Linked DNA regions of Sus scrofa: all the other regions are linked to region 2. Evidence: chromatin contacts called from public Hi-C and HiChIP or PLAC-seq data. All regions are on one chromosome and are shown on one strand. The core of a region is the stretch at or near the end of the contact, and the rest is flanking DNA. Distances in the headings are between cores, read along the strand shown. Region 1 holds the start of GNMT (glycine N-methyltransferase). Region 2 holds the start of SRF (serum response factor). Region 3 holds the start of KLHDC3 (kelch domain containing 3). Region 4 holds the start of ZNF318 (zinc finger protein 318). Region 5 holds the start of PPP2R5D (protein phosphatase 2 regulatory subunit B'delta). Region 6 holds the start of CNPY3 (canopy FGF signaling regulator 3).

Region 1 (4,150 bases), core at 238-2,737, 170 kb after region 2:
GTGCCTAAGCCTCCCTTTTTAGGGATTTTACTGTCCCCCTTGAGGAAAACAAAACCCCCCACCACAGGAGCTAAAGGAGCCAGAGCAGAGAGAACAGTGTCCTTGGTGGCTGGGCCGAGGGGACCTGGCTGGAGCTGCCTACCCCACTTGTCGAAAGCAGGCTCATGCCGCCGGTTCCAGCGCTCTTTAAGTGCATACTTGAGCATCTTGTCACTGGCATCCACACTTGTCACACTGAAGCCTTCTTCCACTAGCATGATGGAGTCCACCCTGGGCAGGACCAGAATCCCAACAGGCAGAGAGGGGTGGTCAGGGAAGGCAAGGAGGAGGCCCTGTGCCGGACACTTCTGTCTCCTCAGGTCCTCAGAGTCCATTTTTCTGCCTGTCCCCAGGCTCTCTCCACTGACCTCAGTGACCTGGCATATCTGATTCTCATCATCAGGTAGCACCCTTTTTGTGTTTTAGCACCTATTCCAAGTCAGGCATTCTACAAATGCACATGAATCCTCATTGCAGTCCGGTAAGGTAGATGGTCTTATCCCCATTCGAGAGATGGGGCAAGCTGAGGCTTCTGGATGTTAAGTAACTTGAGCACAGGAGGCAGTGTAACATGGGGGTTTAGAGCACAGGCCAGACCCTAACCCATCTGGGTTTGCATCTCCTCTCCACCTTTATCTCTCTGAGGCCAAATTCCTACAACGGTAAACAGCTATCACTACCCACCTCATGGGGTTTTGTGAGGATTTTAAAACCTCATGTATCAAAAGCACCTGGTACAGTGCTTTGGCAGGGGCACATGTTAAACAAGCGTTAACTGTTAACGCTGCCGGAGGCCATCATACCGGGGAATGACCCTGGAATGACCCTGGAGCCGGGTTCCAAGCCCCAAAGCCTGGGTCCTTGCGCCGCCCCAGCGAGATCGCCTTCTCCACCCACAGTGCCCACACCCTCGCTCTCACCCTGGGTCTCCTCGGCCCCCTCCTGCCGTCGGCCTCGCCCTGCTCCTCGTTCTGCCTGGGTAAACACTCATTCCTGGCCCCTGGCGTCGCGCCCCTGCCTGGCTCTAGGTCGGCAGCGGCGGAGGAGGCTGCCCGACGTGCCCCGCTGTGGTACTGCGGTCGGGCGACCCCGGCCGGAGCAGACCCCGTCCCCCGTCGCCTGTGTCCTCCCGGCTCCTCTTTCCCCCTGGCCCCCGGATGCCTGCTCATCCCAGGTCCCTGGCTTCCGTCCGGGCTCACCCGGTACCACAGGCCACGTCGAGGACTCGCTGGCAGCCGTGCTGTCGCAGCAGTCCGAGCAGCCAAGCCTTGTACTCAGCCGTGCGGCTGCGGGTGTCTCCGATGTACAGCTGCCACACGCGCGCCGCCTCTCCGTCCGCGTACTGGTCCGGGAGCCCTTCAGCCGCCACCCCCAGGGAGCGGGTCCGGTACACGCTGTCCACCATCCTGCGAGGCGCCTGGCTCCGCAGCCACCCGCTCTGCATTTATAATACGCCCCTGCCGGCGGCCCCACCTGCCCAATGGGAGGTGAGAGCGGGGACACGCCCCTGCTGGGCCCTGGGCCCGCAGCCGCGGCTGCCCGGGTAGGCACGCTGGGAGGGCGCTGCCTGGCAATCCTAGACCAGCCCTTCCCGCCTGCCTGAGGATCCTGCCCTGTGGATGATCCCTCGGCGCAAAAGGACCTTCCCAACCCCTGCCCACTTAAGCCAGGTCCCAGGGGAACCTAGGAGGGGTCAGAAGGGGGAGCTGGGGAGTTCCCGTCGTGGCGCAGTGGTTAATGAATCCGACTAGGAACCATGAGGTTGCGGGTTAGGTCCCTGCCCTTGCTCAGTGGGTTGAAGATCCGGCGTTGCCGTGAGCTGTGGTGTAGGTTGCAGACACGGCTTGGATCCCGCGTGGCTGTGGCTCTGGCGTAGGCCTGTGGCTACAGCTCTGATTCGACCCCTAGCCTGGGAACCTCCATAAGCCGCGGGAGCGGCCCAAGAAATAGCAAAAAGACAAAAACAAAAACAAAAACAAAAAACAGAAGCGGGAGCTGGAAAGAAACTTCACAGTCCACAATGAGTGCCCAGGGCAAAACCGTCCCTACTGGGGGGGGAGGTGGGGAGGTAGGGTGGGGGTTATTAGCATATATAAAGAAGGGCTGCCCCGCCCAAAGAGGGCCTGGTCAGCCAGCGAAGGGAGGGATGGGAGTATCTGGGGATGATGCTGGCTTGGCCATCCAAGTCTAGGAGCAGTTCTGGCCCAAGGGGTCATCCCACCCATCTGGGGGCAGGTGCTCCTCTGTCCTGTAGCTGATGCATCAAGCTTTTCCCTGAGCCACTTGAGATGGAGTCTGATTCCAGTTCCTCTCTAACCAAGCACCCCACTAATGGCTGCTTTCCACAGAGGTGCCCACAGACTGGGCAGTCCAGAGTGAGGGGTGGAAGTGCTTGCTCTTGCTCTTATATCGCTCATTATCACCTCATAAATTGGTCATTTGGTTTGGTTAGTGTCAGCCACCCTCCTCCCCAAAACAGGTCTCTTCCTGGACAAGACCCTGGACTGAGATTCAGGAAGGTGGTGCCACCCAGGGAAGCCCAAGACAGCAAGAACAGCCTTCCTCACCTATCTTTTGGCTTCAGAAAGTGCCGAGGTATGGAATTTAGAACAAAGGAACCTCCCATCCGCTGCCCCTTTTACCATCAATAGAATCCTGGAGCTGGGGAAACCCCAAAGATAGGTCATCATTCTTATCTTTCTATTTTTTAGCACCTAGGCCCCTCAGATGGGTCAGCCCATGCCCCAGTAGTGGAGTCTTGTGCTCACACTGGCCCTACAGACAGGTCTTTGGCAGCAGGCTGAGAAAGACACTGTTGTGGGGAGTTTACAGTATGATTTTTTTTTTTTTTTTAGGTTGCTGGCATGAGGAAGTTCCAGGGTCAAGGGATCAAACACACACAATAGCTATAACCAGAGCCACAGCAGTGACAACAACAGATCATTAATCTGCTGAGCCACGAGAGAAGTCTTGATTTTTTTTTTTTTTTTTTTTTTTTTGGCTATTTCTTGGGCTGCTCCCAAGGCATATGGAGGTTCCCAGGCTAGGGGTTGAATCGGAGCCGTGGCCACCAGCCTACGCCAGAGCCACAGCAACGCAGGATCCGAGCCGCGTCTGCAACCTACACCACAGCTCACGGCAACGCCGGATCGTTAACCCACTGAGCAAGGGCAGGGACCAAACCCGCAACCTCATGGTTCCTAGTCGGATTCATTAACCACTGCGCCACGATGGGAACTCCTGATTTTTTTTTAAATAATAGGAATGCTAAGGATAAATTTAGATTAAAAAAATCATAAAGTCTTTTTAATTTTTTTTTCTTTTTTTTTTTTTTTTAGGGCTGCACCTGTGGCATATGGAAGTTCCCAGGCTAGGGGTCCAATTGGAGCCACAGCTGCCTGCCTACACCACAGCCACAGCAATGCAGGATCTGAGCTGCATCTACAACCTACACCACAGCTCACAGCAACGCTGGATCCTTCCCACTGAGCGAGGCCGGGGATCAAATCCACATCCTTATGGATCCTAGTCAGGTTTGTTAACAGCTGAGCCACGATGGGAACTCCATCTGTAATATTTTTTAATTACCACCAAAATGTACCAAGTAACTGCAGTTTTTTCTTGTTTCTGTCCTCTGCACACTGAAATGTATCAGAATTACCTTTCATTTCACTTAATTAGTCCCTGTGACTTTTATTTTGTCTATTTATCTATCTGTCTTATCTATCTATCTATCTATCTATCTATCTATCTATCTATCTATCTATTTATCTATCTATCTATCTGTTTTTACTTTTTAGGGCTGCAACTGCAGCATATGGAAATTCCCAGGCTAGGGGCGTATCTGAGCTGCAGCCGCCGGCCTACACCACAGCTGCAGCAACACGGGATCCCAGCCTTGTCTGTAACCTACGCTGCAGCTTTCAGCAACACAGGATCCTTAACCCACCGAATGAGGCCAGGGATCCAACCTATGTCCTCATGGATGCTAGTCAGATTCGTTTGTGCTGAGCCATGACAGGAACTCTCCATGAATTTTATTTTATTTTTATTTTTTATTTTTTGTCTTTTCTAGGGCTGCACCTGCAGCACATGGAGACTCCCAGGCTAG
Region 2 (4,144 bases), core at 1,131-3,630:
AGGTAGGTCAGCAAAATTTTTCATCTCTACCTTCCTTGGGTAGTAGGAAAGAGAGGGAAGTACAGGGTGATCTCCAGCCCCCACTCCCATAATGACCTTTTGCTCCTGTGACTCTAAGAAGGTCCTATCTGAAGGTGAGCTGAAGAGCAGAGAAACCACATGTTTCTTTGAGTAGTAGCCCCACTACCCTGCAGATACCCCAAGCAAATAGTCCCTGCTTCTGGTGACAGAACATATAACCTCAGCAGACTTGGAGGGACCTGGGTAACGGCTCCTCACTATAGCTTGGTGGCCAGAGCCTCAAGAAGAGATAGCATCCACCACCTCCTCACCATCACAGGGACCAGGATGAAGTGGCTACTACACTGGAAGTCACATAAATGTTGGGGATAAGGGGCCACTTAGGCTCTAAAGTCCCATGTTTCGTCCCAGAAACTGCACAGGTTCTAACCTGTTGCCATTTTGTCCTGCTCTATAATACAGTGCTCCCCGTTCTCCCTGGAAGGGAAAAAGGAAGGGGATCTTCAAGGATGGCCCCATTAGGTGGCATCCTCATTCCCAACAAAGTTCTACAGCCCACTGGAAGCAGCCTTGGTTTCTATAAGGCACAGATAATTCCTCTGCTTCCATCCCTTCGCATATCTTCTATAGCCCAAGACAGCTCCCTTCTTCATCCCTTTCCCTGGGTAATCATCTAGAGAGGAGGAATTTCTAGGTTCCTGTGCAAACCTTCTTCCCAGACTCTGTACACAGATTTTCCCCTAGGGCTGGAAATCCTATTTGTCCCAAAGGCAAATGGTTCTGAAGCCTGTCTTGCAGGGAGTGTGCCAGCTTCCAGTGTGTGCACGGAAGACACATGGCCATTGCAGGGCTTGGTTTCTGATGCCCAGGGCAGCATCAGATCTCCTGCTCAGCTCCCTTACCTGGGGCTCTTGAGCCCCAATGGGTCATCAGCCCTACCCTCCTCCTTCCAACCAGCGCTACTCTATAGTGATGCCCACCTTCCTCCCACACATGTTCGCTCACTGTTGTTATGCAGTTCCAGCCTCCTCACCCTCGTACATTCTCTTCTGCTCCCTGCTTTTCCAGCGCCCTCCCGGAACACCAGAGCGCACTGGACCAAGTGACCCCCGGGTCTCATCAACCACCTTCCTGGCAGCCCCGCGCCTCGCATTACCACTCCTCATCTCTCTGCTTTGCAAGGGCCGGGTTCCTCTCTCACGCCCGTCCCTCCCACCTCGGCACCTTTCCTCTCCTTTCCGGACATTGGCAGAATCTCCCCTCTCCCCACATTTCCCTGGCGGCCCCTCCCCTTTTACCCTCCCAGGGCAACAGCCATCCCCTCCCACACACCTCCGGCGGACTCTCCGCCTCTCACCTCCGCCTCGACTCTGCCTTCCTCCCGGGTTCCCCTTGCGCGTCCCCACCCTCCCGGTCCCCTGTGGCCGGCTAGCCTCCCGGCCCGGTACCTTCTTCATGATGCCCGTCTTCCTCTTGCTGAAGGTCGTGTAGCGCCGCAGCTTGTTGTCGATGAACTCCATCTTGATCTTCACGCGGCCCCGAGTCTTCTTACCCGGCTTGGCCCCACTCACCGCGCCGCTCACCGGCCCGTAGCCCCCGGTGGCCGCCGCCGCCGCCTCGGGCCCACCGACCACCACGCCGAGCTCCATCTCGCTCAGGCTCCGCTTCAGGCCGCGCCGCTCCGCGCCCAGCTCCTCCTCCTCGCCCGACTCGGAGTCGCCCTCGCTGCCGCTATAGAGGGCCCCCGCGGTGGGCGCCGGGGTGGTTGTCGCTGCTGCTGCAGCCTCCCGCTCGAGGCGGCCCGGCCCAAGTCCCGCGCCGTTCCCGGGGACCCGGCCCCCGTTAGCCCCGCGAGTCCCGCCGCCGCCGCCGCCTCCACCGCCCGGCCGCCCCGTCGGGGTCCGGTTCAGGCTGCCCCCCAGGGCCGAGCCCCGGCCCAGCGCCGCCGCGGCTCCAGCTTGGCTCGGTAACATGGCGCTCAGTGCAGGAGGGCGGACGGGCAGTCAGCGAGGAATCGGAGCCGCCGCCGCCGCCATCGGCTTCCCGGCTCAACCCGGCGCTCCCGCTGCTGCTAATGCCGCTATCGCTGCTACCGCTGCCGCTGCGAACCCGGGGCCCCTGCACGCCCGGGCCGACCTGGGCCCTCACTTTCCTGCCCCTGTGGCCCGGGTTGCCCCAGGCCGCGCGGAGCGCCCCCTGTCCGTACGCTAGGGCGGCGCGCCCGGCAGCCGTCAGCGTCCCCCGGGGGGCAGGGGCTGCTGGCCGCGGCCGAGACGGCGGGTGGAGGGGGCCGGGACCACGCGCTGGCGGCGAGGGATCCCCCGACCCTTCCCCCCATATAAAGAGATACAATGTTTCCTTTTATGGCGAGGCCGCTCCTTATATGGTGAGCCCCTGCACCCCCGCCCCATTGGTCCGCGGTTCCGGCACCTCCGCTGTCCATTGGCCCACAGCGGGCGCTTATTTGCATAGACATACCGAACTCGCTGCTGTCATCCAGCGTCAGACGGCGACTCCAAAGAGGGAGGAGCCGACGCCTCTTAAAGGAACAGGCTAAGAGGCACGACTCCGCCTCCGTGACCAGAGAATGGTGAAGAGAATTGAGAGGAACTTGTGGAGAGGAAATCTGGGAGAGCACTGGAGCGCAGTCTTGCAGAGAAGAGGGAGCAGCACTGCACTGGGAACCTGGCGCTGGAAAGTCTGGAAGCTAACACTGGGGTAGTCCTTCAGTGGATTGTGCGGGGTGCAGTTAATGATATGCACCCCCAATTCCAAAGGAGAGCACTTCCCCATGCCTTCCTGAGGGACTCAAAATTACTGGCCCGGCAGAGGGGACTTGAGTCCCCAATATCCAGACTTGTCGCGCCCGGACCTCTCGACACCACTGCTTCCCCTCCCCCCTCCACTTCCTTTCCCTTTCCCTCTCTTTCCAAGGCGACGGCACTTTCCCACCAGGCCGGCTCCCGGATCTTCATTTATCATCCTCTATACTGGTTGGGTTGGGGGCAGGGGAGGGAGGGAGGATCTTTGGCAGACACATCTGGAAAAGACTGGGGGAGACAGTCCGCTTCCCGGTCCCCAATGGGGGCAGGGAGGAGGGTCAGAGATCTGTGAAGACTTCCAGCTGCAGGCTGGGCTGGAGAGGAGAGGGTGGTCCTGGAGATAAAGCCCACCCCTCAGCCAGTGCAGAGGCCTGGGAAAAAGTATGGCCAAGCAGAAAGTTTAAGCAAGCAAGTGAACACGCGTACACACACATATAACCCTTCTCCTGAAAACCAAGAAAAGCCCATGGGGAAAAAAAAAAAAAAACAGACTGGAGTGCTGCAAAACCCAGGTTTGGGGTCTGGGTCTAGTTCTTAGCTCGAAGGCAGTGAAAAAAGATTGAGATTTCCTATTACAGAAATTCTTAAATTCGGGAAGCTGTCTCTTCCTAGCCCTGTGTCTGGAAACAAGTGTTTGACCTCTCCAAACTCCATATTTCTCCTTGTTGGTACCCATCCCAAGAGGTTCTTAATAAAGATTAAATAAGATATAGATTAAAGGGCGGTGGTAGTTTAAGTGGTTTCATCCCTAGGAAAAACATCACCTTGTATGTAAGGGCATAGGAGAGGGTGATGATTCCTGCTTTAAAATTTGTTGTGATGTTAAATAAAGCAGTTGGTAGTGGTAGTGAAATAATTTAGTTACTGCAACCAGCATTTTAAAATAGTATATTGGAGTTCCCGTTGTGGCTCAGTGGTTGATGAATCCAACTAGGAATCATGAGGTTGCGGGTTCGATCCCTGGCCTTGCTCAGTGGGTTAAGGATCTGGTGTTGCTGTGAGCTGTGGTGTAGGTTGCAGACGCCGCTCAGATCTGGTGTTGCTGTGGCTCTGGCGTAGGCCATTGGCTGTAGCACCGATTAGACCCCTGGCCTGGGAACCTCCATATGCCATAGGAGCAGCCCTAGAAAAGGCAAAAAGACAAAAATAAAATAAAAATAATATATTAATGGGTCTCACAAAAAACAAGAGTAAATATTGTTGGATGAAACTTTTCTTTGTATTATTGTTGTTTGAACCATATAAAACTGCCATTTTGTATGTCAAGAGGGTGGTTTACTGTCAATTTCACATAAAATTTT
Region 3 (3,690 bases), core at 946-3,445, 130 kb after region 2:
GCACACAAGTTAGGACCGTGGGCTCCTCAGGCAAGGCCTTTGCCTGGCTCACCGTGACTCTGCCCAGGACTAGCCCTGGCCTCCAAGTGTCACCCTGGTGGCCCTTCCACACCACCCCTCTGCAGCTCAGGTGGCTGGCTATGTACTAAGGGAGCTGCTGAGGTCAGGGAGCTGGCCCCCGGCCCTGTGTTCTCCAACAGTGAAGGGTGGGGCCACTCTGACCTGACTGCCAGCTCGGCTGCTGAAAAAGGGCTTAACATGGTTGTCTCCTACTTACCGAGGCTCCACCCTGTCCCTGGCCAGGCCCAAGCTCCTCTTTTCTCTCTGGCTCTGCTCTGCTTATTGCCACCTCTCTAAGAATCTGTGTGCTCTTTGAGGTGGGGAGCGGGATCTCAAAATACTCAGAGCTATGAATAGCCCAGGCAGCCCCAAACGGTCCATTGAAAGCTGGCATGAGTGTCTCCAAGCTGAAAAGCTTTTAGGCTTTCAGAGAGGAACAGTCCCTCTATCCAGGACAGGGTGGGATGAATCCGGGACGGGGACTTCCATGGACAGTTAGCCCCTCCTGGGGGGCTCTTGTGCAACTGAGCTGTTGTCAGCAGGGTCACCCAGGGCCCCTCACAGGCACGATGAGTTCCTTTGACAGCTGTGCCTGGGATGCTGCCAAGAACTTAAGCCAGAAAGGTATGTGTCTGCCGGGGATTGAGGGGGTGGGGGTGGGGAGGCGGGGTTTTCTCCTCTTGCCACTTGCCCAACCCTGCCATTGTGGTAAGGAACAAGCTGTTTCCAGCAGCTCTTTTCCCGTTTGGGGCCCTGAAAGGGGATGGGGGTGGCGATGTGCCTTGGAGAGGAGCAGGAACACAAAAATGCCTTTGGTCAGGATAAGAAAAAGACCCAGGCATGAGCGGTCATGGTCTCTGCAAGACAACCCACCAACCTAGAGATAATGGGTACATTTGAAGGCTCTGTTAGACAAATCCTCTTGCAGCTGGCACTGCCTTCGCTGGCAGGCACCTGCTGGGTTTGGGTGGATCATCTGCTCCCTGTTCAAGAAGCCCTGGCAGAGAGAAGAGCTAGCCCGAACCTCAGGCACAGAAAAAGCTCAAGTAAAGGAAGGTCCCTTGCAAGAAAGACACAGGGCTTTGAGCTGGCTTGCCAGACCCCTGCCCCCACCCAACTTCCCCCAACCCTCCCCCACTCTGCCAAACCTGAAATAGCCCCAGCAGGAAACCACTCTCACTTCATTACTCCCGTCCTCAATCCAAAAGCTCTTGGATCTGGGCTTGTGGGGACAGATAGGAAGGAAGTTGGAGAGCTTAAGAATGGGGGTCCTTCCTCTTCCCTCACAGCTTCTACTCTCCTCTTCAGCTATATCAAGGTAAAGTAAAGAATTCACTGGGCAAGAGGGAAGCAATTCCATCCAAAGGTAGAGGAAAAAACCCTCAGCGTCTTCTCCAAAGGACAACTCAAGCTCATGAAAGACAAGCCCCAGCATCTCCCGGGCGCCTCTGATCCCTGGGGCTCTCCCGTCCGTGCTCCATCACTGCGGCATTCTCCAGCTTCTTCCATGCCTTTCAGAGACCTGCCCCCCTTCCTATTCTCTTGCAATTTTCACTCTCCGTTTCTGGCCTTTTCAGATCTCTTGAGAGCTTTGCAGTTTTCTGCTTTTTCCTTCTCCCACAACTCCAAGCTCCACCCCGACAGCCTTCCATTTTCCTTCTTTCGATAGGGGGGAAACAAGCTAACATCCCCTGACCCCTTTCGGCCAGAGATATTCCTCCCTGTATATGACGCTATCCGGGTCTTCTTCCAGTCATTCCAACCTCCCTGCCCCCACAACACCAGACACCCCCGCCCTTTTCTTCCATTATCCTCAGCTTTCCCATTCTCCTCCTAACCCAGTCTTCCTTCCAGTTCCCTTCAGTGCCTTCTCCAGTTACCAGGTCTCTCCCATCGCTTTCCCCACCATCCTCCCCCAGCCCTTCTTTCCCCCTTAACACTCTCCTTTCCCGTCATCCCCCTCCCCACCCCCACCTCATCGGTCTCCGGCCCCTCCCCCACAATTCAGCTCTAGGCATCGGCGTCCCCATCCCCTATGATTTTCCTCGTCCCTCAACCCACCACGGGCTACCTGCCAGGCCGGGCCGGGGCGGGGCCGCGGGTCCTCGCGCTGCCTGCAGCTTTGAACCCGTTGCCCGCCAACTGCCGACTGGATCTCCAACGAGATAAACACAGCCAGGCTCGGTCCTTCCGGCGGGCAGCTGTAAGCGCACGTGCATTCAGCTCTAAGTGCCGGAAGTCTACCGGGATTTGTAGTCCATCGGTTTCGGGAGGAACGCGAGGGGCTGAAGGATGGGCAGGAGTCGGAGGAGTCTGCGCATGTGCTTATACCTATCAAACACCGCGGGGCCGAGTTCGCGTTGCGGCTCAGTGGTAACGAACCTGACTAGTATCCAAGAGGATGAGGGTTCGATCCCTGGCCCCGCTCAGTGGGTTAAGGATCCGGCCTTGCCACGAGCTGCAGTGTTGGTAACAGACGCGGCTCGGATCCCGTGTTGCTGTGGCTGTGGTGTAGGCCGGGCAGCTGTAGCTCCGATTCAACCCCTAGCCTGGGGACTTCCATATGCTACACAGGCGGCCCTAAAATTAAAAAAAACAAAACAAAACAAAACAAAACCAAACACAAACAACCGCGGGGCCTACCGGGTAATGTAGTCCTTTGTTTGGCGAGAAGATGGTGGAGGCGGAGCAAGGGGCGGACCCTTCGCCTTCACTCGTGTCAATCATGAGCGCGGCGGGGCGGGGCTGGAGGACGGGGCCGCCTCGGAACGTCCTGCCTCGCCGGAAGTGAAGGTGCGGGGTTCGGCCGCGGGCTCTGAGCGGGTGAGGCGCGCGCAAATACCGGCGCCGAGAATTGGTGGGGGCGGGTCGGGGACGCCACATCTGGGGCCATTTGAAGGGATCTCCTGGGGTCCGAAGGGCGTTTATCAGGCGGTACAGAGGGAAATCCCTTAGAGAGGAGAGAAGGGGGCGGGTATGCCTTGTCTAGGGGAGCTTGTTTGGTGACCCGGAGTTCCTAAGTGGATGGGGCGGGGGGGAGGGCGTTCCCGAAGGGGTGTCTTTTGGAAGGTGGCATGGCCTTCGCTTGGGCTGTTATTTAAGAATTGTCGGAGCAAGGCAAGTGGGCCTTGGTTGGAGATAAGAGCCAGCTCAAGAGGTGGAGAGTCCAGGAGAGGTGTTGTGGGGTGCAGGAAACTTGGGCGTTTCAATGTTTTGTGGGCGCAGGAGGAGACCGCACGGGACTGGATGACAGGCTAAAGCTGGGCCTAATTTTGTCTGATCTCTGTTCTCCTGTCTCCATGTTCTTGCAGCCCCTGCCCGATGGCAGCAGTAGTTCTAGGGGGAGACATCATGGGTCCTGAACGTATCTTCCCCAATCAGACTGAAGAACTCGGGCCACACCAGGGCCCTACAGAAGGCACTGGGGATTGGAGCAGTGAGGAGCCAGAGGAAGAGCAAGAGGAAACAGGAACAGGCCCAGCTGGCTACTCCTACCAGCCCCTGAACCAAGATCCTGAACAAGAGGAGGTGGAGCTGGCACCAGTGGGAGATGGAGAAGATGTAGTTGCTGATATCCAGGATCGAATCCAGGTATGGTGGAGGAGGCATTGTTCCTGAACAGGTGAAGCT
Region 4 (3,831 bases), core at 134-2,633, 180 kb before region 2:
TCACCTCATAAAAATTTTACTTCATTTTTACCGAGCTATAATGTAAGCAAGTGCCATTTTAAAAACATCTGAAATATATTTAAAATATTTTTAAATATATTTAAAAAATAGAAAAATATAAATTAGAGAACGGTAATCTTTTACAATCATTTTTTTCTTTGTCTTTGCTTTGGAGTCAGAAACCCTGATTTTCATATCAATTTCAGGTTTTGCGTCTCTAGCTGATAGAAGAAAACTGTCAAGCCATTACTGTACTTTGAAGAGTTTAGCTGGTTAGGGTCAACATTGTTTTTCATATTTTCACTGTTGTTCTTTTATATGTCATCTTTTTCCTCATTTTTGAACTTGGCATGCAGGACCTTGAGACTGGACACTACCATTATAGCCAGGCATCCTGGAAAATTCTGGTCATAAACTTGCGGGGTTGGGCGTGGGGTTCTGAATTGCTCCCCCAAACTCTCCAGGCCTCCAATCTGTCATAACGTAGACCCCTGGCAGTGACTCCCCCAGCCATACCCAGTAAGTGTTCTGGTTGAGACAGCGACTGTGTTACTCGTATGTTTGCTTTGGGTTTGACTCTCCTTCCGGAATCGGCCCCCATTTCGCACGTCCCCATACTCAATTTCACCCTCTAGAAAACAGGCAAACTGAAAAGTAAACTAACTGACCGCTGTCAGCGGCTTCCGTGGGGGCCAGGACTCTTATGGTTGCTCCTGCCCAGGTGCGGTAATCTTCGTTTTACCTAATGCTTTGGCGGTTACTTATAGTACCATCATTTATAACCATTTGTGGTCCTGATGTAAATTAATAGGGTGCAGGAGAGCAAAGACGGTCCAGCACCCTCGAAGCCCGCTGCTTCCCGAGGCCTTGAGCATCCTCAGAAAAGCCGACTTCGCTCGCGCTAATCCCTTTCCTTCCGCTAGGCCAGCCCCGCGCGGAGCCCTCGGGGTCACGTGGTCGCCGGGGGGGAGGGGAAGTGGGCGGCTCAGCGGCCGCCATCTTGCCCGTGTGGAGGCGGAGCGTGAGGAGCGCTGGTCGCGCGCTTCCCCTCCCCTCCGCTCGCCCAGCCTCGCGCCGCCCGCCGAGCTCCTCCCAACTTCGGGCTCCTGTGGCCGCTCCCTGAGTGGAGGAGCGGGGAGCCCCGGAGGGCGGGGGGGTGTGTCGGGCGCGTGCTCGCCCTCCAACCGCCAGCCGCGGCCGCGGGGGCGCGCTCGGCCGGGCCCCAGGGGCGGTGCGGGGCCGAGGGGAGGGGGTCGCGCCTGCTGTGGGGGCGGCGCGCGGCGGCCGTGGCTGCCCCGGCTGCAGCTGCGGCGGCGCGCTGGGGGCTCGCGTTCAGGGCGCCCCCGGTCAGAGCTGCTGCCGTGGCCGCGGCTGCCGGAGCCATGTACCGCAGCGGCGCCCGCTCCTCGGTCTCTTCGCACCGGCCTAAAGAGAGCGGCGGGGGCGGCCCGCGCACCGGCCGCAGCTCCGGCTCCTCCTCAGGCCCGGCTCGTCGCACCTCGCCGCCGTCCTCCGGCTCCTCCTCGTCGCGGACGCCGGCTCGCCGGCCCCGCTCTCCCTCAGGGCACCGCGGCCGCCGGGCCTCGCCGTCCCCGCCGCGGGGTCGCCGCGGCTCCCCGTCCCCGCCCCGCGGCCGCCGGGCCTCGCCGTCCCCACCGCGGGGTCGTCGCGTCTCACCGTCCCCACCGCGGGCCCGTCGCGGTTCCCCGTCGTCGCCGCCGCCGCGGGGCCGACGACTCTTCCCGCCGGGCTCGGCTGGTTTCCGAGGCAGCAGCCGGGGGGACTCCCGCTCCGACTTCGCCCGGGACGGCCGCGGAGACCATCCAGGCGACAGCGGCAGCCGGGTAATCCCACCCCTCGCCCGGGACTCCCTCCACACTCCAGCCGCCTTGCCCCGGGTTCCCGCTTCCAGAGGCGCCCGCAGCTCGGGCGCCCCGAGGCCTCCAGGCCGGGGTCTCCACATCCAAGGCCCTCCGCCCCCACGGGCCCCCTTAGAGACGCCCGAACCGGGAGGTTCCCGGTCAGTCCCGGCAGCTTCATTTGCACAATAACGGATTCGGGACGCGCCCGGGCGTCGGGTTGGGAGGCAGTGCTGCATTTCCTGGGAATAAGCCGATTCTCTCACTCTGGGTGAGGTGTGGAAAAGTTTCCCGGGACGAGGGGAATCTCCTCCCAGCCTGGTACTTTTTCAATAGTTGGTGTCCTCTGAGTTCCGTGGTTTTGTATCCTCCTAGACCTCAGCTGCTCCCTGGATCTTAAAAAGGCTGAAATGTCTTTGTGGCTAGTTAGGGTGGCTTGTACCGCCCCAGAGTAGACACCTAGAATATGTGAACTGTTAGCTCCCCGAAATCGAAATGTGTGTACCCACAGTCGTTTTAATAGCTGCTGCCACTTACTGAATTATGTGACAGGAATGATGCTTAGCTCACTTTAAAACATTCTCTTTGAACATTCACAACCCTTTGATATGAGGGTACCTCCTTATCTAAGAGCTGAGGAACCCAGAGCGGTTTAAGTAACTTAAAGCCATTCAGCGAAGAAGTGGTGGAGTGTGATTCAATTCATTTATGCTTGCTTCCCAACACTGAGTTTAACTGTTATGTTTCCCTGCTAAAGGGACAGACCATGAGGTAAAGGAGTTTAGTTTAGATGTAACATTGACGTCCCACCACAATCACCATCCTAATAGAGCCTTTGGGCAGGATCTGGTGTTTTGGAATTTGGTTCACCAATCTTTTTTTTTTTTTTTTTTTTTTTAAATCCTAGTGACAACATTTCTCTTTGCTTGAGTGGCTCTCTGACAGTAGCCAAGTGCTCTGGGTACTCTGGTTACAAGTGAATTTGACTTGTCACTGTATTGAGATTTTCTTAGCTGAGCAGGTAAAGTTTGAATGTTAGTCTCCACTGAGAAAGTAAGGAAACCAGAAAACTACCAGTTTCCATAGCCTCCCCTTTCTTCTCCAGTGCACAACCCGTTTGCTCCAGTCTTTTCTGTCTCAGTAAATGATATCATCCATTGCCCATCCAGAAACAGTTATCATCTCCCTTCTCCCAATCTGTAAGAATAACTTCATCTGTCACCTCTACATCCCCAAAACTGTCCTCCTGCTGTCATCTAGTCTAAACTGTATTACCACTTGCCCAGATAATGGCATTACACTCCACACTTATTACCATCCAGTTTTTTTTCCTGTACCCAGCAATCAAAATGATTTTTAAAGATCTACATTTTATATGTTTGAGAAATATTTGTTGAACATCTGCCATGCTCTTCTGGCACTAGGGATACAATAGTGAACAAACTAGTCAAGACCCCTGTCCTCATAGAGCTTGATTCTAACAGGAAGTTGGATTATAAATAAGACAGAAGTAAAATGTTTTGGCATGTTAAGTATGGTTAAGTATTAAGAAAAAGAAAACACAGAAAGGAGTTACAGTTTTCAGTAGGGTAGCCAGGGAAGGCCTTCTGGGAAGGTGGCTTTTTAATAAAGACCTGAAAAAGATGGGGGTATGAACAATCTGGAGGAAGTATGTAGTAGATCATATCACTTCCCTGCTTGAAACCTTTCTATGGGTTTTTATTACACTAAGAATAAAATCCAAATTTCCTAACTGTGGCTTCTGCCCATCTTCTCCTGTCACTTTGCTGCAATCACACTGGCCACCTTTCTGTTGCCCAGAACATGCTAAACTCTTTATAGGGCATATTCTTTTTTCCTGAAACATCTGTCTGTTCTTCGAAAGACTGACTTCTCATCATTCAGGCTTCAGGTTAAATGGTATCACCTCAGAAGGCTTTCTGTAACCATCTTATTTGAAATAGCTCCTTTC
Region 5 (3,868 bases), core at 325-2,824, 160 kb after region 2:
CAGCTGGGGAGGATGGAACTGGTATCCTAGCATCCTCTGTGTGAGTCTGTACCTCAAAGAAACCACAGCTCTGAGTCAGACCTCAGTGACAGCAGGAAACAGAGGGGAGAGAAAGACAGGGATGAAGAAGAGGGGAAGATGGTTTGGAGGCAGAAGAGGAAGGCGAAAGAAGACAACATCAAGCAATGGCCTGTGTCAGGACACCAAGATAAAAGCAAGGGTGTCCAAGGGTGGCTGGCCTGTGCCATAGGAAGGAAAGCTAATCTGACAGTGAGGGCAGATTCCCAATTTGAGGATAGTGTGGCCCAGGAAAGAGAGAAACCCAGCACTGGTGCAAAAAAGGTAAAATGCAAAGGTTATCCTTGATTAAGAATAAGGGGAGGAGCTTGCCCAGCCGGGGGAAAGGTGACTGGTTTAGGATGAACCTAGAAGTGGGTTGGTGCCTGTTAGGGGGGCTTTGGTACTCAGGAGGCCTTTAAGGCAGGAGACCTGATATTACAGCTGGGCCTCCAGCAGCCTGTGTGACCTTGGCCAAGTCCCTGCCCCTGTCATCCCCCCCGCCCCGCCCCCGTCCGGGTCTCAGTCTCCTCATCTATATCACCAGGGATTGCTCTGGATGCGCTCAGAGACACGGAGGTTCTGAGGTTCCATCGGCAGAAGAAGGGCTCAGTCCTGGCTTACAAGTTTGAGTGTGAAGGAAGAACTAGAGGGAGGGGCCTAGGCCAGATTCGGTGGAGGAGAGAGAAAGCAGAGCCGTTCTAGGTCAAGGAGCTTGGCGGGGAGGGAGAGGGGGCTGTAGGGGACGGTGGGTGGAGAAGGTAGGCCGAGGCCCAGGCCCGGGCGGGTGAGAAAAAGAGGGAAGAGAAGGGGCTGCGCGGGGGTGGGGAGGGGGGTTAGTTCTGGAGGGAGGTGCTGTCTCAGATAAAGAGCTGTCCCAAACGGCAAATGCGTGGGGGGATGGGGAGGAGATGAGGGAGAAAAAGCAGGGGACTGACCTGGGAGTGGGGCAGGATCAGAAGGGAGGAGATTATCCTGGGCCGGGGGTCCGTGCGGAGAGGAAGGGAGGTGCATGTGGGGGGACTCTATCCGGGACAAGGGGAGGGAGCGTTCCCAGCTGCGGCACGAGCTGGGGGTGCGACCAGCAGCGGGGGCGGAGGGCTGGCCCCGGGAGTCTTGCGGGGGCCGGACGGGAGGGTCAGTCTGAGGCTGTCCCGGGCCTGGCTCGGGCCCCTCCCAGAGCTCCGCGCAGGCCCCGAGGCGGAGGCGCGGGGGAAAGGGCCAGGCTCACCTTCTCCTTTTTCAGTTTATAGGGCATCTCGGCCCGTCCGGACCCTGCCCGGCTCCTGCGGCCCCGCTCCGGCTCGGGCTTTGCTCGGCCGCACTCGGCCCGCTCGGCGTCTCTTCGCCACCGCCTGCGCGCTGCGCCCGGGTCGAGTGGTGTCTGCTCCTCCAATTGGCCCGAACTCTTACAAACCTGCCTGACAACCAGGAGCCGCCTTCTCCGATTGGTCGCTGGAGCCAAGCGGCTTCCTTTTTTTTCTCATTGGAAAGGAAGAGTACAAACCGCCAGGGTTCGGCTCCAAGAATTGGCTGAAGTGGGAGGTCCCGCCCTAAAGGGGGTCGAGCTTAGCGTGGGAGGCGGGGGTCAGGGGAAGCCCAAGCTTAGTACCCAGTGCCGCACTCTGGCGTCTCCTGTGCGTCAGCCTCGGCCCTTCTTCTCAACTCGTTCCCTTCTAAAGTGGTTCTTATTCTTTCCCCACTGCTACTCCGCCCGGTCCGAATTGAGGGAAAGAAGCCCTAAAATGAAGGGTACCTTTTTTCATCTGAGTAACGTAGCATTAATTGCCTATGCAAAATTTGTAGAAAGCTCCCAGGAGTTTTCGTGGGCATCCGTTTCCTGTTTCCTAGACGGCTTGAGGAGGATCAAAGGGAAAGCCTGGAAGGCCGGGACCGAGGTGAAATAAGATGAGAATCCTGGGTTTGTTTCAACTTTGGAAAGAGGATCCCGGTTCCTACTGCATATGTCCTGAGGTTGTGGGACCTGCTAGACCTGAGCACGTGGGAACGCAGTGGAAGTGCTACTTCACTGTTGAGTGGGGAAACACATCCCTCACTTCCCACCCTGCCGAAGCCAGTGTCCTAATAGATAAGATCAGTTCCTGCCCTCAAGGAATTCAGTCTGGTGCAGCTGACAGTGGTGTATACACAGATGATTAAAATAAAATGTTAAAAATCATACAAACCTAAAGGTAGCTGGAGGAATATGTTTTAGAAAGTCAGCTCCAGTAGCAGATTGGCTAAGTGAAGAAACTGGAGAAAGTTCAAGCCTGTGGTCCTTGCTCAGGAGAACAGTGTTATAAGGTGGTGGCCATTGGCTTGGAGAAGGAAGAACAGAATTGGGAAATGTGTAGTATCAACAGGATTTAGTGATTCATTGGATTGTGGGGAGGACCGTATGGGAAAGGGAGGCATTGAGGATGACTTCTGGAAGCCATCAGAGATGTAGGAGGAAAACTGGTGTCATAATAGCAAAGGAAGTGTAAGAGGCTTGGTCAATAGTGTCAGATTCCAAAGAAAGTTTGAGTAAGATCAAGATCAAATGGCATCAACCCGCCATTAAAAGGTTATAGGCGATCTCCGCAGGAAAATTTCAGAAGAGCAGAAGGTTATAGGGGGTTGAAGACTGAACAGGAGATGGAAGTAAAAACAACACATCTAGGCTTCTGACTATCTTCTGTATGGGAGTAATATTTGGCTTTCAGTGACTAATGACAATTGCAAGGTAATAAAGAGTGGATGGCATGCTAACCATTATTTGCTAGGGGAAAAGCTTGGGAGGAAAGGATGTTTATTTTTGGGTGGATATTTGTGTCTGTATGGGTGCTGACCCAGGCAGGACACCAGATGTATTTACCCACTCCTAAGGTCTCAAGGAGCACCACAGCCCCAAGGCCTGGAGCTTTCCTGCTGCCATGTAAAGCAGGCATATCCTCTTTGGACTCCCCCCACCCCAATCCTCCCAGTCCTTGGTCCCTCTAAGTGGCAGGAACTACCAAATGGAAACTTTTATCCTTGTGAATTCAGATACCTAGTACATTCTTGCATGCTGTTTTGAAGATGTGGAACTAGGCATTTTCAGGTTTAGGACTAGAGGTAACCTCCAGGAACTATAATCAAACACTTAAAAAAGTATTTTCTTATCTCTCTAGGGATAAAAATATCTTATAACATGTAAACCTAATAGTCACCCTTTCAGGTTTTCAGAAAATTCTCAGCAATGCAGAATGTACAAGGTAGAAGACTGCTTCAAGATGTAAGAAAGAATGGAGTTCCTGTTGTGGCTCAGCGGTAACAAATCTGACTAGTATCCTTGAGGATGAGGGTTCAATCCCTGGCCTTGCTCAGGGAGTTAAGGATCTGGTGTTGCCGTGAACTGTGGTGTAGGTTGCAGACAAGGCTTGGATCTGGTGTTGCTGAGGCCATGGTGTAGGCTGGTGGCCACAGCTCCGATTCGACCCCTAGCCTGAGAATCTCCATGTGCTGCGGGTATGGCCCTAAAAAGACAAAAAAATTTTAAAAAGATGTAGGAAAGGAGGAGTTCCCATTATGGTGCAGCAGAAACTAATCCAATTAGTATCCATGAGGATGCAGGTTTGATCTCTGGCCTCGCTCAGTGGGTCAGGGATCCGGCATTGCCATGAGCTGTGGTATAGGCCACAGATGTGGCTCAGATCCCACGTTGCTGTGGCATAGGTCAGCAGCTAGAGCTCCGATTTGACCCCTAGCCTTAGAACTTCCATATGCTGCTATGTGTGTGGCCCTAAAAAGAAAAGAAAAAAAAAATGCAGGAAAGGAGAAAGTTGGGTAG
Region 6 (4,127 bases), core at 1,521-4,020, 200 kb after region 2:
ATTCCTCTAGTCTGGGACTTTGTATGTGTTGGGTACTTGCTAACTATTGCTCAGAGAGGCTGTGCTTGTGGTCAGGCAGCTTCTGATATCTCCGAATGGCATGTGGTCTGCAAGCTAAATGCCATCAGTGTTGTTATAACAGCAAAAGCAGAGTTGGGCAGAAAACTGACCTACCACCAAAACCAATATATGCCCTGCAGGCTTGCTTGGTGAAGTTTTATAACATGCCAGCATAAGAGATGGCTTGGAGAACTTGGAACATACGAAAATTCCATAATGTAAGCCAGTGATCTCAGAGTCTGCAATGAAGTGGGGGTGTCTCACCTCCCTGGCTCTCCAACCAGGACCATCTAGGCTCCCTCCTCTCCTCTGTCCTGTACTTTGTGCAAGCTCATCATTCTTCTGGCTCCTGGGCCCCTCCTCCCACGCCCTCAATATGTAGTATTCCAAGCAGGGGGCGGGGTTGGAACCCACCAACCCATCTCTCTTATATCCACAACCACAACCTTGCTTCCCAACTCTTGCAAATCTTACCTCTTCAAGACCCCCTCTGCAGAACCCACCCAGAACCAGACTTGGAGGAGACTCATGGCACAGACCCCAGATCCTCATGGATCCTCATGGATCCTCATGGATCAACCACCTGCTTTTTTCTGGGCCGGTCCTCCTTTCTCTTTGCCAAGGCCTCTTCCACTCAGGCTCCTGAGCCAGGAGGCAAGCTTTGTGGGCCAGACAGTCAGCATTTAATAACAAAGGTGAAACAGTGATAAATAAAGTAAATATACACTATTAAGATGAGCCTAAGGGTTGGAGTTTGCCAAGCCATCCTGTGACTTGAAAATCCCTTTTAAACGATTCTTTATCAATTACCTACAAAATCAGCTCAGACTACAATGATCTAAAGATCTTTGACGGAGTTTCCCTCGTGACTCAGCAGTTAATGAACCCGACTAGTATCCATGAGGATATGGGTTCAATCCTTGGCCCCTCTCAGTGGGTTAGGGATCTGGCATTGCCATGAGCTGTGGTATAGGTGGCAGATGAGGCTTGGCTCTGGCGTTGCTGTGGCTGTGGCGTAGTTGGGTGGCATCAGCTCTGATTGGACCCCTAGCCTGGCAACTTCCATATGCCGCAGGTGCAGCCCTAAAAATGACAAAAAAAAAAAAAAAAAAGATCTTTGCCAACTCTATGCTTCTATGAGTCTCCTAAGGAAAAGAAATGTGAGCTTCCTCTGCTATGTATGAAAATGAGAAGCAGTAAGAGCTCTGTGCTATCAGTATAAGATAGAAAATAAGAAGGGGAAGTGAAATCCCCAAAGACACTGGTTATAGCTACAGGAAGAGTGAAAGGAAGGCACCATAACCCTCTGACTGTCTATTTAAGGGAGTGAGGGAGAAAGTACAGGCTAGAACCCACACTGGGAAGACTACCAGTGAGCTCAGCTCATCTCTGAAGCATCTCACCTTTCATCTCTCCAATGAAAGCATTATGCCTTTCAAACCACCCCCATTCGAGTGCTTAGGGAACATCTGGCTGGCTGCAGGCTTTGAATTAAGATGCAAAACATTTACAGCCGACGTTCAGGGGTGCGGGGGCTGGAGTTGGTGGAGGGAGATGGAAGGAGTATCTGTAAAGGTCTGAGGAGTAAACTGAGAAATGGAGGGGTGGGGGGAAGGTAGACCCTTCACAGTCCTGGATTGTGTGCTGACGCTCTTTGCTGTCTCTCTCAAGTGCCACACCTTCACCCCTCTGTCTTTGGGAGTCATACTTTTTCCATATTCCTAAAATCTTCCTCCCTAAGTTCCCCCAGGCTTCAGACCCTCCTCCTTCCTGCACCTACACCCACAGTACCCCCACCCCTGTTTATTCATACTTATTCCAAATACATTTATTGGATGCCTACCAGGCACTGTGTGAACAGGTATCTGAGAGAGGTCCCTGCCCCGGCAGGAGCTGACAGCAAGTCGGGGAGACGGCCAATGACACAAAGCTTGCGATGAGGGCACAGAGGGGGCGTCTCAAGCTCTTTCCTCCCCAAGACTAGTCATACGGATCTTTTCAGTTCCTCAAACTTGTCCTTTGCTTGCAAGACCCTGCATCTGTGGTTTCCTGAGTGGGACCCTCTCTTCACTTCTCACCCGGCTAACTCCTAATCATTCGGGGCTTCCTGACGAAGCCTTTCCCCCCATTTCTAGTCTAGATTAGCTGCTCCTCACCCAGCCGCCAAAGTCCTGTGCCTCCTCCATCAGGGCATTTACTAACCCGATTATAACTGCTTGTTTTCACCGATTTCTGAGCTCCAGGTGCACCAAGATCTGATCTCTCGCCCGCCTCTCTGTCCCCAGAGCTCAGCACAGTGCCAGACACACATCAGGTTCTTGCACTGGAGACTCGCTCCAGAGCCCAGGACCTTCTCCGCAAGCCCCGCCCCCCCAGCTGGATACTCCCCGCGGGCCCCGCCCCCTCACCTTCGCATTTGCTTGGCAGTCGAACCCAGTCTGTCTCCTCTGCTCGGGCCTCCCTCGGGCCCAGCTCCGGGGCGGGCAGTAGCAGCAGCAGCAACAGTAGCAGGGGAAGAAGCAGAAGACAGCGGGGCCGAGGCCGGAGCCGAGGCCGGGACGTGGGCTCAGGTAATGGTTCCATGGCCCAGCCGGACCCGACCTGAGCGGACCGGGCTGCACCTCCTCCCGCTGCGCGCGCTGGGCAGCTTCCCGGAGCCGCTTCCGGGACTGCACACGTGCCTCGGCGTAACCAGGAAAACGGCGAGCACCCCCCTCCCCGCCCCCCCAGGCAGCTCCCTCCTCTGGCCGTCTCGGCCGGCCCCCAGAGCCGACCGGGGCCTGCGGTCTACGCAGCCAATGGACTTTTTGGGGTTTGTCTTCTAGCGAATGGGAGGACGATCTTTTTTCGACCTCCGCCAATGAAATAGCGGATAGTGTCCTCAGTGACCTATGGCAACATCTTTTCCCACCCCTTAACAGAGGCTCTGGGAGGGACAGGAGGACTAGGGCTGCGGGAGAGGGAAGAAGGCTCTGGTCCTGGAAGGTGTCTTCACTGCCTTCTCCGCCTCCTTGCGCGTCACTCCCCGCCCCACCACGGTTATAATGCAGCCAGCCCTTACTGAGCACCTGCTTTTTAATTTTGCTGTGGTAGTGGTAGTGGTGATGGTAATTGCCAGTCACTCTAGTAGATGCTGTGGATGAGACCAGGACGATTCAGTCCCCAGTCTTCAAGCAGCTTTCTTAGTGCCCAGTAACTCTAGATTTGTCCCAGGGAGAACTAGAACAAGTCACTCAGAGCCTCAGCTTTTGTCTGTGTTATGACACAGTGATCCTCCTAGCTGCTGTTCGAGCTTTGTTCTCTGGGAAGCTTGAACAGGTTAATAGAATTAAAGCTTATGGAGCAGATTGTAAAAAGTTTATGCATTGATTTTCTTTTTAGTGTATAACCTCTCCTGATTTTCTGCCCTATTATTTATTTCTTTGGATTCTGAGCTCCCAGAAGGACTAATGAACAGTTGTATTTCCCTTCCACCTCCCCTGCACCAGGACGCCTGGTACCGCAATTGCTCAATGAAACCCCCTTCTCCTGTGCCATCAAGAGCAGGACTCTGGGTCTTTGGGGCTGCTTCTGGCTGCCCCTGCTCAGTGTTCTATAACAGCCCAAATCTGCTTCTCTTGCAGGTTGTCTGCAAATTCCATTTTTGTCCATAAGCCCCTGTTCCCCAGCACTTCAAGTTTCCTTCCTGGAGGTTGGATATTTATGCTATTTTATAAAGACTTGAAAGGACTGGTACTCAGCCCATTGACTTGTTGTTTCCTGATTTTAGCTTCTTGCTCAAAACAGTTGTGTGGGTGATAAGGCCCTCTGGATAGGTAGGAGCTGTGATGTGTAGAATTCCACAATAGATCAGGACGCAGAGGATCAGGACACCCTCCTGAGGTCCTCCATCCTCTCTAGGCTTCCTAAGACTTAGGAAGGCTCAGAGTCTGGCCAGGAACCCTCCTGGGAAATAATGTTAAGCCATCCATAGTGGGCATTCCTGCTGAGTCTGGGGCAGGCCAGGATTAGGGGAATGGGGGCAACTTGGGGAGGAGCCCTGAAGGTAAGGGACACCTGCTTCCAGA

What was found. Hi-C and Micro-C count contacts between places; a contact is called where the count stands out from the background. HiChIP or PLAC-seq counts read pairs in DNA pulled down with a chosen protein or histone mark.
Region 1: an H3K27ac HiChIP or PLAC-seq map of alveolar macrophages shows a contact between it and region 2. The contact joins the promoter of GNMT here to the promoter of SRF in region 2. A contact is called at or near these places in 1 of 47 Hi-C or Micro-C datasets (fetal liver) and 1 of 2 datasets of contacts at active chromatin or transcription factors (alveolar macrophages).
Region 3: a contact with region 2 is called in an H3K27ac HiChIP or PLAC-seq map of skeletal muscle. The contact joins the promoter of KLHDC3 here to the promoter of SRF in region 2. A contact is called at or near these places in 2 of 2 datasets of contacts at active chromatin or transcription factors (alveolar macrophages and skeletal muscle).
Region 4: a Hi-C map of heart right ventricle shows a contact between it and region 2, with 1.6 times the contacts expected there. The contact joins the promoter of ZNF318 here to the promoter of SRF in region 2. A contact is called at or near these places in 1 of 47 Hi-C or Micro-C datasets (heart right ventricle) and 1 of 2 datasets of contacts at active chromatin or transcription factors (alveolar macrophages).
Region 5: a contact with region 2 is called in a Hi-C map of embryonic fibroblasts, with 2.4 times the contacts expected there. The contact joins the promoter of PPP2R5D here to the promoter of SRF in region 2. A contact is called at or near these places in 1 of 5 promoter capture datasets (fetal liver), 3 of 47 Hi-C or Micro-C datasets (embryonic fibroblasts, fetal liver and heart right ventricle) and 1 of 2 datasets of contacts at active chromatin or transcription factors (alveolar macrophages).
Region 6: a Hi-C map of liver shows a contact between it and region 2, with 6 times the contacts expected there. The contact joins the promoter of CNPY3 here to the promoter of SRF in region 2. A contact is called at or near these places in 1 of 47 Hi-C or Micro-C datasets (liver) and 1 of 2 datasets of contacts at active chromatin or transcription factors (alveolar macrophages).

Annotation. Positions count from the first base shown.
Region 1 is chr7:38,035,696-38,039,845 of Sscrofa11.1, reverse strand. GNMT (glycine N-methyltransferase) reads right to left here and starts at 1,487. Exons shown (of 6, transcript NM_001110419.2): 1 at 1,239-1,487; 2 at 143-270. The coding sequence starts at 1,444.
Region 2 is chr7:38,211,536-38,215,679 of Sscrofa11.1, reverse strand. SRF (serum response factor) reads right to left here and starts at 2,380. Exons shown (of 7, transcript XM_005666020.3): 1 at 1,470-2,380. The coding sequence starts at 1,994.
Region 3 is chr7:38,079,418-38,083,107 of Sscrofa11.1, reverse strand. KLHDC3 (kelch domain containing 3) reads right to left here and starts at 2,195. Exons shown (of 10, transcript NM_001105314.1): 1 at 2,132-2,195. MEA1 (male-enhanced antigen 1) reads left to right here and starts at 2,848. Exons shown (of 4, transcript NM_001110429.1): 1 at 2,848-2,883; 2 at 3,289-3,651. The coding sequence starts at 3,382.
Region 4 is chr7:38,386,282-38,390,112 of Sscrofa11.1, reverse strand. ZNF318 (zinc finger protein 318) reads left to right here and starts at 1,383. Exons shown (of 10, transcript XM_021098752.1): 1 at 1,383-1,844. The coding sequence starts at 1,383.
Region 5 is chr7:38,053,295-38,057,162 of Sscrofa11.1, reverse strand. It overlaps PPP2R5D (protein phosphatase 2 regulatory subunit B'delta), which reads right to left and starts at 1,574. Exons shown (of 16, transcript NM_001113451.1): 1 at 1,289-1,574. The coding sequence starts at 1,315.
Region 6 is chr7:38,013,437-38,017,563 of Sscrofa11.1, reverse strand. It overlaps CNPY3 (canopy FGF signaling regulator 3), which reads right to left and starts at 2,770. Exons shown (of 6, transcript NM_001110428.1): 1 at 2,469-2,770. The coding sequence starts at 2,643.